2 separate regions of the Callithrix jacchus genome follow, and region 2 is linked to region 1. The links are chromatin contacts, called in public Hi-C maps. All regions are on one chromosome and are shown on one strand. Each heading gives the region's core, a stretch centred on a gene start, on an enhancer-like site or on the middle of the called end of the contact. The rest is flanking DNA. Distances are from core to core; before and after follow the strand shown.

The links. A called contact is a pair of places that touch in the nucleus more often than the background predicts.
Region 2: a Hi-C map of induced pluripotent stem cells shows a contact between it and region 1, with 4 times the contacts expected there. The contact joins two enhancer-like sites. A contact is called at or near these places in 3 of 3 Hi-C or Micro-C datasets (induced pluripotent stem cells and skeletal muscle).

What each region holds. Positions count from the first base shown.
Region 1 is chr11:31,729,443-31,734,559 of calJac240_pri, forward strand. It overlaps SNX10 (sorting nexin 10), which reads right to left. Exons shown (of 6, transcript XM_078342535.1): 6 at 3,277-5,117. The coding sequence ends at 5,096. Among named protein-coding and RNA genes, the nearest start is that of SNX10, 77 kb to the right of the region's middle. Within about 2 kb of position 1,514, at least 10 of the 16 cell types and tissues checked have an H3K27ac peak or open chromatin away from gene starts, as enhancers often do.
Region 2 is chr11:32,012,705-32,018,352 of calJac240_pri, forward strand. No RefSeq gene overlaps it. Among named protein-coding and RNA genes, the nearest start is that of NFE2L3, 69 kb to the left of the region's middle. Within about 2 kb of position 3,032, at least 2 of the 16 cell types and tissues checked have an H3K27ac peak or open chromatin away from gene starts, as enhancers often do.

The sequences.
Region 1 (5,117 bases), core at 264-2,763:
GAATCACAGCTAGTTAGAATTCGACCTGGATGTTCAAGACTCCTAGTGTGGTCTCTCCCCTCACTACATTTCTCTGTGGACTTTTATGCACTGGAAATGGTTCCAGTTGTATTTCCTGAACCATCTTATTGAGGGATAGGGGTTCTGCGAATACACTGAGCGAGCAAATGATGCTCCTAAGCACAACCAACACCTATGTAGGGAGCAGGTTCTTTCTACTTGGGAGCCCTAACACCACTCCACTACGCGAGGAGCTCACCAGACTCAACCAAGGGCGCGTTCTGCAGAGGGCGGCTGCAGCCTCCGCTCTGGCTCGGCAGCGCCCCCTCCTGGCCTCCGGCGGCCTGGCACCTGATGTGTTACCGGCTTTCTCCAGGGACTAGAACATAGTCCCTCTAAAGGGATCTCAGCCTAAAGCGGATGTCAAACTTTATCTCCCCCCGCTTGCAGCCCGTACACACACACACACACACACACACACACACACACACACACACACACACACACACACACACAGAGCACCCTGACCCAGGGCCGTTTCTGCACCTGGAACCACGCACTTCTTCCGCAGCAGCACACTCCCGCCACCAGGCGCGACTGTCCCCTCCCTCTCCAGACGGGAGGGGGCAGGTTAACGCGGCCGCGCGCCCGCTGGGCAGGTTTTAGCCTCTTGGGGGCCTACAAGGGAAAGGGGATAGCTAATGTGTGCGGTGAGTGTGCAGATGACAAAATTTAGGGAGTGGAGAGTTTGCCCGTCCCTATCGCATCCGCTCGTGGGGACCCTCGGGGGCTGGGCACCACCAGGCCAGGGCAGCACGTTTCGCCCCTCCTCGGGCCAGGCGCGAGCGTCTACAGAACAAAGCCTGGAGTCCAGCCCCGGCCCCGGCCCACCGCGGCCGCCCCTCGCCCAGCTCCCGGCGGCAGGGCCCAATCCACGCGCGCTCTCTGGCCCCGCGGGGCCCTGGAAGCCGGGATACGCGGAGGTCCACGGGGTCATCGGCGTTCACAGCAGCCTCCTACACCAAGCGCACCACCCGGAGCCCCTCTGCACGAGCGCTGCTTATTGCTCTTTTCCCCAGCAGCCAGAGTCGTCACGGTAGCGCGGGAAGGGGCCTCGCAGGCCGGTCTGCAGCAGGTGCGGCCGGGAGCCGCAGGCCGCGCGGTAAATCGCTGTCTCTTAGCGGTCGTTGTTCTCACTCATCGCCCGCCGCCCCCACCACCAAGGCCTTTTTTCTTTCCGCCGCGCAGTTGCCATGGGTTACCAGAGCGGTTGCCATGGGTTACCGGACCGAGGCCGGCTGGCTCGCTACCTGCCGCCCAGTCGCCGCCGCCGGCAGAGCGGCCCGGGTGGGAGGTGGCGGGAGCGCGCGTGTGCGGGACGCGGCGCGGAGAATGCGCTCGGGCCGCGGAGGCGCTGCAGCCAACAGGCGGCCGAGGGTGCAGCCGCCGGAGCGCCACCGCCAGTGGGGTGGGGGGCAAAGCTATAAAGAAGGCCCAGAGGTAAGAAACTAGCAAAAACACAACCACAAGTTATGCCCGTGCTGTGCCTCTAGCAGCAAAGACAAGCGGTGTGGGCTTTTGGATGAATCTACACTTCTCGTCGGGGGAGAAAGGGTATTTTCCTCTTTAGCATAAGCCATTTGCATAGTGTCTTTAGACCAGAGTTTAAATTCAGGAGGAAACTGTAGCTTAATGGGTTTCTCTCTCTCTCTCTCTCTCTCTCTCTCTCTCTCTCTCTCTCTCTCTCTCCTCTCTCTCTCTCTTTTCCTCTATATCTTTTGAAAAGAAGTCTTTGGAATTTTGGAGAAAGAGAAAGGGTCATTAACTATCAGAGTTTGCGCAGCTAAAAAATTAGTGTCCAATGCACTGCTCATGATCTAGGAAAGTTTCCAGTAAGACTGAAGCGCAATTATGTGTGCTAAAAGGGACAATGGTGACTGGTTTGTAAGATGCATATGGCAAAGAATAGAACCAAAGTCCTTTGTATATATAGCAAATGTTAAAGAAATTGTTGCTTATTTACATCCTTCTGAAATTTTTGAACTCCACTCTATTAAAATTATTAATTTCTTACGACGTTTATTTGCAAAGAAAATTCTATACTTTGAATGTCAAATTGCAGTAACTAATTTCAGACAGTATTAGTTTTTGTCAGTATTTTGTATTTGAAAATGTGTTTATATATAATCAACTAAGAAAAGGTCTGTATTCCAAACAAAACCACAGAATTGTATTTAAATAAATTGTTTCCTTCATTGAAAAGATGTTGCGTTGTATTCATAGGATACCAGCTAATAATTTAAATATTAAGAGGAAGACTATTTAGAAACAGAATAAGCTTTGTTATTTTTGTTTTTTAAATGTTAAGAGGCCTCTAATGCAAAAGGGTCTTCTTTTACAGCTCAAATACTGAAAGCCTGATTTGTACCACAGTAGCTCAATAATAAGAAATCTTTAAGGCACCCAAAAAACACAAACCAAATTCAAAACAACATCCAGTTTGCTGTTGAATGTAACAGTGATTGTGGCCAGGCTAAATGAATTTGTTTAACTTCTTAATTGTCATAAAAGAAAATTTGTTCTTTTACTTTATACTGCATATCAGTTTTTTGTATTTAATTATTCAATAAAATGTGGACTAGGTTGAAGAACTGGTAAGATACTTAATATCTTAAGGGATAATATCTGCTTAAAAATAAATACTTGGTTTTCCCTAGTAATTTTCAAAACTTGAATTTTAACTAGAATTAAGTAACTTTCTTTCAAGAGAGACTTTATAAGAAGCCTAAGTAACAGGTTGTTGACTTTCACTGTTGACACCTTTGGGTTATACATAAATCTGGTTCTACAACAAAACACATAAATTGGCTTTATAGGTGAATAGTTTACCCTTTCAGAATTAGCCAGGGAAAATGCCATTTTGCTGTATTGTAATAATAAAGAATCCAGGATTACAATTCTTTACATTTAAGTCATATTAAAAATAGTGTTAAACATCTATTCTATTCAGGTTAATTACAAAAAGTAATTATTTTCTTTTTCCTAAAGAAAGCTTTATAAAAATATGCCAGAGAAAAATAAGAGCCGAAGCAAGAAAACCACTGGGACGGAAGTTCATCTAAATCTCTCAGCTGCAAAAAATCAGTTTTTAGAAGCCAGTGTGTAGACACCAAAATAACTGAACCAAGGCTAAAAAGCCTGAAATATGTACAACTATAGTGAATATCAAACCATGCTTTACCAAATTTCATCATCAAAAAATTCAAAAACACTGAGTTTTGGTCTAAGGCAGAATATATTCTCTTGTATAAAATAAGTGATCCCGCAAAGTTGATTTTTTTTCACATTTAATGTAAAAATGATGAACTCATGACATTTACACATCAAATATTAGGCATTACTTAATATTAATTTTGATGGCTATGATACATTATCTAAAAATAATATGACAATTGGTGGCACAGTATGTGTTTTTCAAAACAGCTGTAAAACAAATGTCAACTCAAATACATATTGCTGAAAGGATGAGGATCGCTCTTAAATGCCTGGATGGCACAAACTTTACATATTAGCATGGTAAGAAATTGCTAAATATTTTCTTTTCCTGTGTTAAAATAATAAGGATCTAAGACACATTAAATCAAAATATTTACCAAAATTTAATAATGTTTTAGACCAAAGAAAAAAGGACAAATTAAAGAAATCATTCTTATTCTGAATTTAAATTTTTAAGTGTTAGTTTTTAGTTTTGTTAGTTGTTTTTTCTGTTGGTTCTTTGAAACAAGCATTGTAAAGACTTTTTAATAATACAATAACTTTTAAATTCGTAGTGAAAATGAAAAGGTTGCTTTTTGTAGCAGCTCTGGCCACTCTCCAATTAGGCTGAGTAACATTTAATTAAAGCAACAAGTTATCCTAGTTATCTGAAAATATCTTTTTGTTAGTTTCACAGAAATACTTTGTACCATTCAACATGGAAGAAACTTGAGTAATTATCTCACAAAAATTCTGCCTTATCTGAAATCTGAAGTTCAAAACAGTTTATCTAAGATACCTTTGGGACACTAAAAAAAAAAAAAAATTTTATAAAATTATACTAGTCTTCAAGTGGATGCTTTAAAAGAAAGGGCTTTTTTAATGAATATTTCTGAAATTAGCAAGATGACATCCTTTTCTAAATTATAAGAATATTTATTGGTAAAATTAAATTTATTAATTTTTATAAGATCCTTCCTCTGATTTAAGTAATAAGTAACCACCACTGATACTGAAAGTTATCTAGTGATAAGAAATTGCACATTTAGTCGGAAAATAAATCATTAACCTGTAGTTCTAATTATGTGATAATGAAAACAAACGATTTGTCTCCAGAAACCATTTGGTGAAGCTGATTTTGGACAATGAAAATGTCTTTCTGAATCTGTATATTGCAATTATAAGTAATATTACTAGCACTATCTATGTTTTTTTCTAAGATGTAAACATTATTTTAATATGTCTCTACTCATAAGATACATTTCCATCTAAGCGTGAAACAGAATACTGGAAAGGTTAAATACTCTTAAAATAATTCAGTCAAACACCCAAAAGCATAGTGTTTTGCCAGTGCATGGGAGGTATCCACAGAATATCAGCCACATTATCTGAGAGAGGCAGTCTTGTCTATGCTGTTACTCTTCATAGTGGTTAATAACATATACACCGTTTACGGTAACACTGCCCCATTGATACAAGAAGAAATGCTGTATCTTGATTTTAAATGCTACTTATTTACCTATCTTTTTAAATTCAATAAAGCCAACTAGGTTTTTTAAAACATGTAAGTCATTTCATTTAAGGGCAAGATCTTGTTTACCAATAATGTCTGCCTATAAAGAATAGTATTAGATTCACAGGATTTTTAGCTTTACACAGAAGCTTACCTAAAATAAGACAACATAAAAATACCATTAATAAACAACCCAACATCTTTAAGAATTTAAATACCTAACATCATGACAGTGAGCTTTAGGTAAGAATATATTGTTACGAAGCTATCTTCTCTATGACTGGACATAATTTGCTGTTCCTAAGATAGTAACATTAGAATTATTTTTCAGGATTCCTGCGGAGCTGTA
Region 2 (5,648 bases), core at 1,782-4,281, 280 kb after region 1:
CCTCCCGAATAGCTGGGATTACAGGCATATGCCACCACACAAGGCTAATTTTGTATTTTTAGTAGAGATGGGGTTCCTTTATGTTGGTCAGGCTGCTCTCGAACTCCCAACTTCAGGTGATCTGCCCGCCTTGGCCTCCCAATGTGCTGGGATTACAGGCGTGAGCCACTGTGTCCTGCCTGGACAGAGAGATTCTTATTACCCTTATGGTCCTACTGAACAGAGCCTGGGAGACTGGCCCTGACCCGAGAGTCCCAGTGCTTCCAAGCCCCCTGGACTAGGCTTTGCTGGGGGTAGGAAATACCTATCACTGTACTATGGGAACCCCTAGGGGCACTTTACCTAATAGCTGTGATTAATGAGTTGAATGCAGGAGGGGATGACTTCCTTCCTTGGCCCACTCAGATTTCCTTGGTGGTGACAGCCACTCTAGGCACTCACCTCTGTGGCAGACAGCCCATGGGAAGAGGTTGCATCAACTCCAAGGTCTTTTCAGTTATATCAGGTGATCCTTAAGAATTGTACGTGGTTGAGACTCTGAACTCCTGGACACAGCAGAGGAGCAAAGCTGCCTTCTCAGAGGGGCACGAGCTCCCTGAGCTGTTTTATGTCCCTGAGCTTTCCTGTGTCTTGTGGTTGTTTTCCCTTTGCCCCTCCCCAAATATAAATTACAGATACTTAATCTTGTGTTAATTATGTATATATTTCTGAGCTATCAAATTCATCTGCATGTAGAAGTTTATTTTTAGCCCATGTCATAGTTGTGGGGGCCAAGGCTCTTGGTTCCCTAAAGGTTTGCTGAAAATCACTGACATGAGGCAGGTTGATTCATTAAAGAAAAGGCATATGTATTTATTTAACGTGTATTCACAGGAGCCTTCAGAATGACGACTCAAAGATACAGCGGAGATTGTCCATTTTTATGCTTATGGTCAACAAGTATGGACAGCCATGTAGGAATATGATTGGAGAAAAGTAGATCTAAGGCTAGCAAAATGAGCTGGGAAGCCCAGCAAGACCTATCTGTCTAGATTCTTCCTGGCCTCTTTGAGCGAGCATTTCTTCCTTCTGAGTGTGGAGCAGGACCCTCTTTGGAGTGGGGATCTTATGACCTACTATCAAACAAGGTAGGTTGGATAATTTCTTTGTGGCCAGATTTAATTTTTATTATTTATTTGAGACAGAGTCTTGCTCTGTTGCCCAGCCTGGAGTGCAGGGGTACAATCTCAGCTCACTGCAACCTCTGCCTCCCAGGTTCAAGTGAGCCTCCTGTCTCAGCCTCCTGAGTAGCTGGGACTACAGGTGCCCACCACCAGGCCCAGCTAATTTTTGTATTTTTAGTAGAGATGGGGTTTCATCATGTTGGCCAGGCTGGTCTCGAACTCATGAGCTCAAGTGATCCTCCTGCCTCAGCCTCCCAAAGTATTGGGATTACAGGCCTGCTCAGCCCATATGGCCAGTTTTTATACAGATAGGGTGGAGGGAAAGTTAAATTAAAATTTTTAGGTTTTATGACTGACTTTCGGGAAAGGGGTTCTGGTTTCTACAGCTAGCCTCTGGGGAGAATGGGACTGAGAGACAGGAGGGCAAGAGAAGGTCAGAGAAAATCATTTGCTTCTGAGGCTGCTGCTGAGGGCTTCATTCTGGGGTGTTGTTTTCAGAACCCCAACATAGTCTTTCTGGGAAGGTGGAAGGATACCTGACTTCTTTTACTGTAGAGCCAGCTAAGACTCCATGGCTGTCCAGAGCTTTCCCTGTGGCATTCTCATGGTAACTGCAACTGGTAAAGGAGGATATTTGGTAGGTTCTGCTCAAGGAGTAGCAACACAGAATAAATGCCTGACCACCATCCTTCCAGAAGGAGAATATTCCCAGGGAAATGCCTTTCTTTGTCAAAGTCTGTTTTTCTTTTCTTTTCTTTTTTTGCCAGCTAAGTATGTACATGTATTTTTGGACCTGGAGAAACAATAGAATGTTCTGTTGTATTTTTATTTTCTTTGATTTTTTAAATTCCAGAACATCCGTTTCCCCTTTTTGGGGAGAAAAAAAGTAAAATAAATAGTTAAACTGTGATATTATTTGACATTCCTCTGTAGCTTCAGAAAGGAAATTTATATTATAAAAATCTGTCTTTGACCCTTTTCTCCCTCCAAGGTCAAGTTTGGTTTTTAGATGTGGCTTAAAACATCTTTATATTAATAGAGGGTTTGAAACTCATCAATGTTTGAACAACATCCTGCATGGGATGCTGTGTAGGAAGTGTTATATTTGGCCTCTGTGTCTGCCTCAGAGGTGGGGTTTTAGGATGGATTGATTAACACAGAACGTTAAGTCTAATAATGAGATTGTAGTGGTTGTGAGCTTGGAGCTCTCCTTCAGACTTTCCGCCGCTGAACAGTGTGGTGGCTCCATTCACTCGGTGCTGCTTTTTCAAGACCTGTCTTCACTTACTGCACTCACAGATTCCAATTTCTATTCTTGCCGCAGCAAAGGAAGGAACCCTTGAATGCACAGGCAGGGTGAGGGACATGAGTGGATAACCCACTTCCAGACAGCCCAAATTCTAGAAGAGCATCTAAAGAGGGATGGGTATTTAATGTGTCTCCATATAATTCTCAACATCCTTGGTCTAAGCACAGCGGTGTCACTGTGGCGATATCCTCTGCCTATTTGGGATGATGATTAGAGCTGGGATGGCATATGGTAATAACAGATATCATTTATTACTGAGCATTGACCGCAGACTAAGAAAACCTTTATGGGTTATCTCTTTAGTCGTCACAGTAACTCTGCAAGGTGGTCTTTTCTTCATGCGACAGAAGGGAAAATGAGGCTAAGCAGGATTACCCAACTTGCTCCAAACCACACAACTCGAGTAGCAGGGCAGCACTGCTCTCTGAGCCTGGCTGACTCCAGCTGTCAGTGCGCTTTCAACTCTTGTTTCGCCGTGGCACCTGATCCCGCGGGCACAGGGCATGCGCGGGCGGTGAGGGCGCGTTGCGGCTTCTTCTCCTTTGTCTGCTGCGAGAGATCCGCGCGCCCCCTGCCTGAGCCATCCCGCCTTTGCTTTGTCTGTTGCATTGCTGATGAGACCTCTACTCCCAGTAAACAGCTCTTTAGTTTTATTGAAATTTATGTTTATGTTAAAAATGATGTTATCCAAAATCTTGGATTACAGAGCAGCAGAACTGTTTGCAAGGACTACTGTTTAGCGAATTGTTACAGAAACACCTTGTAAAATAATGAGTTATGTGAGTTGGAAGAACCAGACAGGGAAATGGTAATGTAAACACTTTATTCGCGGCAGCAGCAGCTGTAAAATGATAGGGCAAGTCTCTTGACTTTATTCCCTTTCTCTCTTTTTTTCTTTGTTTTTGAGACGGAATCTAGCTCTGTCGCGCAGGCTGCAGTGCAGTGGTGCAATCTCGGTTCACAGCAACCTCCGCCTCCTGGGTACAAGCAATTCTCCTGCCTTAGCCTCCCGAGTAGCTGGGATTACAGACGCCCGCCACCACGCCCAGCTACTTTTTGTGTTTTTAGTAGAGACGGGGTTTCACTGTGTTGGCCAGGCTGGTCTCGTACTCCTGACCTCGTAATTCCCCCCGCCTAGGCTTCTCAAAGTGTTGGGATTACAAGCGTGAGCCACCGTGCCTGGCCCCCTTCTCTGATTTTTATTTTACAATACATTCAACTTCTAGATCTTGTTGCTGTGTTTTAAAATTTTTATTTTTATTTTGGGACAGGGTCTTGCTCTGTTGCCCTGGTTGGAGTGCAATGGCAAGATCACCAGCTCACTGCAGCCTGGAACTCCCACCTTAGTCTCCCAAGTAACTGGGACTACAGGTGTGTGCCACCACACCTGGCTACTATTTTTTTTTTTTTTTTTTAGTTGAGTTGGGGTTTCCCTATGTTGCCCTGGCTGGTCTTGAGCTCCTGATTGCAATGGATCCTCCTACCTCTGTCTCCTGGTGTTAGAATTACAGTTGTGAGTCACCGCTCCCGGACATAGATCTTATTGCTATCTTTTTTAAAAATGCCCAATCTAATATTTTAGAAAACAATTTTTTTTGATTTCACATTGTTTTAAAAAGTAATTGGGAAGAAATACTATTTCAGAGGACAGCTTACAGAAATCTCTACTATATGACACAATTTCTTGTTAGTAAACACCATTGAAGGAGTTCAGAAGATTCCTGCTGTGACTGCCATATTAAAACAGAAAAAGAGGTTCAGGAGATTTCATGAAAACTTACAAATTACCCATGGCCTAATTAGAATTCTAAACAAATACAGTGATTTGCAGTGAACAGAGAGAGGAAGATCTAGGAAGAAGAAAATCTAAATTTGCTTGACCATTTTCTTTTCTTTTTCTTTCTTTTTTTTTTTTTCAGATGGAGTTTCACTCTGTCACCCAGGCTGGAGTACAGTGGCATGATCTCAGCTCACTGCAGCCTCTGCCTCCAAGATTCAAGCAATCGTTGTACCACAACCCTCCCAAATAGTTGGGATTACAGGCATGTGACACCATGCCGGGCTAATTTTCTTTATATTTTTTGTAAAGACAGGGTTTTGCCATGTTGTCCAGGTTGGTCTCGCACTCTTGGGCTTCAGTGATCTCCCTGCCTCGGCTTCTCAAAGGGCTGGGATTACATATCTGAGCCATTGCACCCAGCCCCGATTTTATTTTCAAAAATACATTTAGTGACAAAACATCACTTTGTACCTACATACTTAATTTTGGTTTCCCTTAGTTTTATTTTGTTTTTGACACATTTAGATTTCCTAAATACTGTAATAAAAACATGGTAAATATTATAATTTTAAGCCATTTCTTTCTTCTCTCCCTCCTTCCCTCCTTCCTTCCTTCCTCACTTCCTTTCTTTCTTCTTCCTTCCTTCAGTCTTTCCTTCTCCCTTTCCCTCTCTTCTTCCTCCTTTTGATCACAGGGTGCCTTCCCCTGAGGGGAATGAGATAATCATTTTGTAAACATATTAATTAAAAAAAATTTAGAGATGTCCTTTGAAGTGAAGCTTCTATACTTTTCATACTTTGGAATTTTTAGAAAATATTTGTCTTGAAGCAAGTTTTGTTAAAATCTAAAGGACTGAGAGACATATTTTAGTTCTAAGGCATTTTTATAGAGACTGATAGGAAATGAATTAAAAGAAATGCTATTTGATGCAGTGTGGAAATGTAACGATTGTCTTGCTGTCAATGTAACCTGGAATGATATACAGCTACCTCTCTCTGGCCTGGGAGATTAATGAAATGACTCTAATTCTGGCAACGCCTCACACCAGGAGTGGATAAAATAACTCTAAGTTGATTTATGCAAAGGGCAGTACAGACTTTAAACAGAGCATTGTGGCTTCTAGTCACTTTGGTGACATTTGGAGTGCCATTTCAGCCCTATTTGAGGTAGGTTGTCTGGCACCTCCTCAGGTTTCCATGCGTGCACCAAGATGACACTGTGACTGCAGTCCAACTTGCATCCTCTGTCACATGACATGCTCTTCTGATGATTGCACTTGCCAGTTAGTAAACAGTCACTTTTTGAGATGGAATCTTGCTCTGTCACCCAGGCTGGAGTGCAGTGGCAACATCTCAGCTCACTGCAACCTCTGCCTCCTGGGTTCAAGCGATTCTCC